2 separate regions of the Mus musculus genome follow, and region 1 is linked to region 2. Evidence: chromatin contacts called from public Hi-C data. All regions are on one chromosome and are shown on one strand. The core of a region is the stretch at or near the end of the contact, and the rest is flanking DNA. Distances in the headings are between cores, read along the strand shown.

Region 1 (2,948 bases), core at 66-2,565, 92 kb after region 2:
CACAATAGTCATGGCCTCTTTATCTCCAAACAGTAAGCCCCAAATAAATGCTTTCTTTTATCAGTTGCCTTGGTCATGGTGTTTTAGCACACCAATAGAAAAGTAATACATCTGCCTCTATACAGAGGCAGATGCTCGCAGCAAACTGTTGGACTGAGCACAGGTCCCCAATGGGATCCCCAATGGAGGAGTTAAAGAAAAGACTGAAGGAGCTGAAGGGGTTTGCAACCCCATAGGAAGAACAATGATATCAACCAACCAGACCCCCCCCCCAGAGCTCCCAGGGACTAAACTACCAAGGAGGAACCCATGGCTCCAGCTGCATATGTAGCTGAGGATGGCCTTGTTGGGTATCAATGGTAGGAGAGTCGCTTGGTCCTGTGAAGGCTCAATGCCCCAGTGTAGGGGAATTCAAGGGCGGGGAGGTGGGAGTGGGTGGATGGGAGAACATCCTCATAGAAGCAGGGTGGGGGGGAATGGGAAAGGAGGTAACATTTGAAATGTAAATAAAGAAAATATCCAACAAAAAAGGAAAAAATAATAATAACAAGAAAGGAAGAAAAATAATACATGTGGATCATAGGAATTGTTTAATCCTTCAGATGAGCCATCTCTCCAGGAAGTACACATTTCTCTCTGAGGACATCCCATAGTGCCTGGGACTCAAACTCTGTCTGCTCATCTAGAAAGGCTCATTTACAAAGGTATAAGACATTAAAGTCTTAGACATGTCACTCTAGCAAGGACATTTTGAAAACACTGAAGAATACTGGACTCTCCTAAGGTTGTTTTAGAAATGGTCAATATTGGGGTCTCTATTTGCCTCTCCTTCCTGGGTTGCTAAGAGTGAAAACTTCTGCTAAGTTAGCTCCTAATACAACCAATTAATCAGCTAATTAATGAGTTAATCAAGTTAGCTAAATATTACAAACTTGGGGCACATGGATCAAACCATAGATGACAAAGTACAGCATTGTGTCAGCATCCCTAAATCTACCCATACAATGCCAAAAACTGGCCAGGAAATTAGCCACCTAGACAAGCATATTCAGGCCTTACACAGTTAGTTCAAAAGCACCTCATAATGTATGGCTGTACTCACTTAGCCAATACTATATATTTCTAGTCTATATGATAAAGACTTGGGAGCTAGAGTTAATGGTATGTTAAAGGGTTTTTTTGTTGTTGTTGTTTGGTTGGTTTTTTGGGTTTTTTTGTTTTTTTTGTTTTTTGTTTTTTTCCTGAATTGGGTTCATTGAATACATCTGAGTATAGCCTCAAGTATAAAAACACTTCTGGCTTGCTAATTCTTCTCAACTATCTGATACCTGAGAAGATTCTAGGCCGAGGTCTGGCATAATGAAGGCCTTCGTTGCTTCAGGATTGCTGCTGCTCATATTTGGGATGTGGAGATGTTCTGGGATAGAGCCAGGTATCAGAGTGGACCTTGACTGGTGATATTTTCAAGGGGTAGTTCTTCAATGTCTATGAGCTATGAGGGTTTGGGTTTCAAGAGTTTTATCATTCCATCTGAAAAGTTAGAGATTTAATAATTCCTAGCCCTCTATGTTGTCTCCCCCTGAATTACTAGAACATTATTGGCCTGAAATACAAGTTTTACAAACTTAATTCTCATTATCCATGTCTTGTCTTCTTCCCCAATCGCCATAAGTAAAGGTGTCCTGGACTCAAGTCATTCTGTTTGCTGAGGTTCTCATAGTTCCTACCACCCTCCCACTTCTTTCTACATAGGCACTCTTCAGGTTCCTACCAGGTCACCCTTGAGCCATCCGTTCTTCTGCATGATTCTCTCTTCCTACTGCTTATCTGTCTTTTAACAGTTTCCTACCTGTATTATTCAACCACACATCCTTAACTAGCTGTCCTTATGTAATCATCTCTTGTGCCCTCCCTATGTCATTGTACAATACTTTTTAAGATATTCTCAATAAAAGGTTCTTAAACATTCCAGTGTTTTCCTACAGTCAACTCAGTAACACATAGACTACATTCAACATCCCACACAGACTGACCCCAGGCTGCTCTCAGATCCTAGGAAGTCTAAGTTCCCCAAACAACTGAGCAACCTTGTTTCACCACTGGTATGATGGGACAGAAGTCATTTAAAACACCTTCCAGTTCTGCAGATCACCACAGACTCAGCTCAAAGGAGACAAAAGTTAACTTAAGAGTTTTCCAAAGAAACTATTTAGAATGTCTCAAAAGGAAGTTGACTATGAGTCTGGGTACTGAGAATAATGTGTGTAGTATTGGGAGGAAAAAAAGGGAATTCCTGGAGGTAGCGCAGTTACTGTGGAACCTTGGGAATAATATTGTCACTGCTTACAGGAAGGGTGGGGTGTTAGAGGGCAAGAAACATTCCCTACTCTTTGCCTTTTTATAAATGAAAGGGGAATTGTGCAAAATACCTGTTGCAAATGTGATAGCCCAAGCTGGTGAAATATGACCAAAATGAACTAAACATTTTTAAAGAATTGGAAAAAATATTGCTTAAAAGTTAAAGGGCTTTTAAAGACAGAGAAGTGGAGGTCTCTGAGATGGTGGGCAAGGGATGTAAGCAAGAGCAGCTGTGAAGAATGAAAGAAATGAGGCTGGAGGCTGTGAGCTGCTCTGCAAGGCTGCTGAGGTTGCCCACGTAAAGGACAGCGACGGAGCCGAAGGTACAGCCAAGCAGAAGTAGATGGGAGATCAATTTTGAAAGTAAAAGTGAATTGGCTAAGTGGGAGACTAGATGGGAAGAAAGAGATGTGGGAACTGGGACTAGACCCTAAGGCTTCAGGGTTGGTGAAAGTGGTGCTGTTGACTGAGAATGGGGAAGTTCAAATGGAAGTGATGTAAAACACATGGGTTTCATGTAAATCATGCGCACGCTGAGGAGGAATGTTTCAAATATCCTTTGTACATCTTCTAGCTACTTGGATGTTTGT
Region 2 (2,939 bases), core at 273-2,772:
TGTGGAATCATGATGGAGCTTCCACGGCTGGAAGAGAAAATGGACTTAGCTCTTACAAAGAACTGCACACCCATCTTCCCACTCTCAAATCTGTAGGTGAGTACCTTACTGCATTCTTGACTTATCCTCCAAGGGAAGAAACTAGAAGACTAAAGAAAATGTAAAATCCCAAACCTTAGATTCAGAAGGATTTTTTTTTTCTGCTTGAGATAGAGGGTTGTTTTTAGACAATGAATATATACATAACATGACAACTCCCACTGATCCCAGTGAACAGAGCCAAATGTTTACATAAAACTTGTAGATTGGAACTGTTGAAATGACTCAGCAAATAAAGGCATTTGACTTCAAGCCTGAAGGTCTGAGTTCGATCTGCTGGACCCATGTAGCAGGAGAGATTCATTGCAAGCTGTCTGTGACCTGCAGATTTGCCTTAACACACATTCACCTGCATGCATACACACATATACACACAAAGAGCTATAATAAAAAGACTTTCAAAATGTAGCATTAATTTCCTAGTTGCTATCATGTTTGAGTGCACTGTCCCTTATTCTGATGAGTTTTATCCTCAGGTTGTTCTACCAGTCTTGAGATATAATTAAAATTTGATCTTCAATCTTTTCCAATTTATGCTACTACTCAAACTACTGAGAGCTATTTGTTCATTGTTTGTCTCATAGTGTTATTTCCAGCATATTTCATCATAGTTTAGAACCCTCACAGTAATTCTATTTGTTAGTAATGTCATAATCAAAAAAGAATTTCAGAGGTAAATTTTGATTCATGTGTGAAAATAACACATGATTTTATAATGACATAGGCTTGATGCTAAATAGATATTTAAAGTTTTTGTTATTAACCAGTTGCCTACACACAGTTGGGTGCTGGATCCCAGCTGTCTCTGTCTCTGGTTCCTCACCCTATTTTCCCACCTGCCTGCGGCAGCCTGTGTCTAAGTCTCCTCAGTGTGGAGAAGCACCTGAATGCAGAGTGAGAAGCCCTGGAGTTGTAACCTGAGGTTCAAGATTAGAACTGTGCCCTTGTTAGGAAGAACCAAGTTGCCTGTGGAATTGGTTTCTGAGCTCAGTTTGCCTCTCTTTTCTGTTCCACTCTCAGACCTTAGACTGCCTAATTAGTGAATGGCTTAAAAGCCTTTGCAGGTACAAGAGCTCTGCTTTTGTTAATTACATGACCTTAGGACAGTGACCACCAAGATCATGGAACTAAAACCAGCCAGGACCGATATAAACCCAATACCCATTCCGTTTGCCCATTTAGTTCTGAAGTGTCCCAGTGTCTCTATTGCTTCCATAAGCACCAGCAATCTCTTACAGTGCAGTCCCAGAAATAGAGTGCTGTACAAAGGAATTTCTCTTCAGGGTTGCCTACCTGAGCCTGTGCGCCTTGTCACCCAGTCACTTCCAGCTGAGCTCTCAGAAACCCCAAGAGCTTTAACTATGGGTTTTCTCAGTCTGATCCTTGGTTCCTTCTTGTGAAGTTCTAACTGTCCCAGCCCTTCCTTCTTCTGTGCTCACTGCACAGGAAGTGGCGCTTACAGTCTGGACATGTGAATGTGCCTTTACTTCCTTTTTCATAGACTTCCAGTAACCAGGAAAATGACTAATTGGACCAGTTCTGGGAGACTTGTAGGTTACTTTTCCTTCCCATAAAATATCATCATGACAGCACTGACATTTTTATCACTGGTTTGAATTTTGTGTCTCTCTAATTATCCTAGATCTAGAATACACATTCAGTGGCAGAGCTGAACCTGCTGAGCATCTCAGAGACCCTAATTTCTGATCTGATCCTCAGTGTGCATTATGCTTACGTGTCTATTGGGTGCCAATGGACAGAGTGAACCAAGTTGTTATGAAAACTGACAAAGGTGTTCTTCTTCCGAGCTGGTTTGCGTCTGCGAAGGATAGCATTGCCTTCAGATCCTGACTTAGTGTCAGTGGAGTTCTGCACATTCCATCTTGGCCCACAATGATATGAGTATCACAAAACCAAGCAAAAACTTCCGTTCTTCCCAAACTTATGAGTCATGAAAGTTGTGGCAGAGATGGAACAAGGAAGATGAACAGAGTTAGACGTCATATTCCCCAAGGCCAGTGATCTTGTGGTGTTAAGTAGAATGTCAGTCAGAGTAGCTTTTCTCAGCTCTGTAACTACTCCATGCTAGAGGGATCATGCATGGGGTTAAAAACTAAAATCTACAGGTAAATAAATAATATGCTACATTTATAAAGGCTTTAATCAATGAACTTAACAAAATATTTAATGATTTCTGCAAAGCTCAAAAATCTAGATCACTATTAGAATACAACTAAGTTTTTCTTTGGTAGTTAGACAGTTACCAGGAAACACTTCCAATCAAAAAAGGGGGGGCAAAAATAGACATGAATACCCAATGGTCTCATGGGCACTGTTTTTTTTTCTTTTATTGATTCTTTGCAAATTTCACATCATGTACCACAGCCCCACTTACCTCCCCCTCCTCTGGTACCTGTCCTCCACCCTTGCCATCTCCCCCCAGCAAAGAAAAAAAAATCTCATTGTGGAAGCTGTAGTGTGTCACAGTGTATCCCACAGTATTCCCTTTTGTCTAAATTTATTTGCTTGAAAATATCTGTTGCAATGATTCTTGGTCTGGTATGAGACCTCTGACTTCTGCTATTCTATCAATACTGAAACCTCACTGGGACTCCTCTCAGATATCCTGTTGCCCTGTGTCATGGAGATCTTATAGCTTTGGATCTATAGGACCACTCCCTTCATACACTCCAGCTGTTCATCGATGAGGTAGATATTGGGGTGGGTCAATTCAAAGCCCTGAACCTGGGCCTGAGAAGTTTATGAGCTTGTCAGATCACAAGCTCTCAGGCCCTTGGTGCAGCTCACTGGCAAATGCCAGTGAGGGACAGGACCACTTC

The links. Hi-C and Micro-C count contacts between places; a contact is called where the count stands out from the background.
Region 1: a contact with region 2 is called in a Hi-C map of LSK cells, with 2.0 times the contacts expected there. A contact is called at or near these places in 18 of 39 promoter capture datasets (the 3T3-L1 cell line, 3T3-L1-derived adipocytes, the C10 cell line and 13 more), 10 of 484 Hi-C or Micro-C datasets (the G1E-ER4 cell line, the HPC-7 cell line, LSK cells and 6 more), 3 of 130 datasets of targeted methods (the HPC-7 cell line, bone marrow-derived macrophages and large pre-B cells) and 4 of 9 other capture datasets (adipose tissue, liver, macrophages and 1 more).

Annotation. Positions count from the first base shown.
Region 1 is chr19:11,695,740-11,698,687 of GRCm38.p6, forward strand. Oosp3 (oocyte secreted protein 3) reads left to right here and starts at 1,316. Exons shown (of 6, transcript NM_001033283.2): 1 at 1,316-1,432. The coding sequence starts at 1,360.
Region 2 is chr19:11,603,282-11,606,220 of GRCm38.p6, forward strand. It overlaps Ms4a6d (membrane-spanning 4-domains, subfamily A, member 6D), which reads right to left and starts at 1,523. Exons shown (of 7, transcript NM_026835.2): 1 at 1,393-1,523; 2 at 1-27. The coding sequence starts at 11.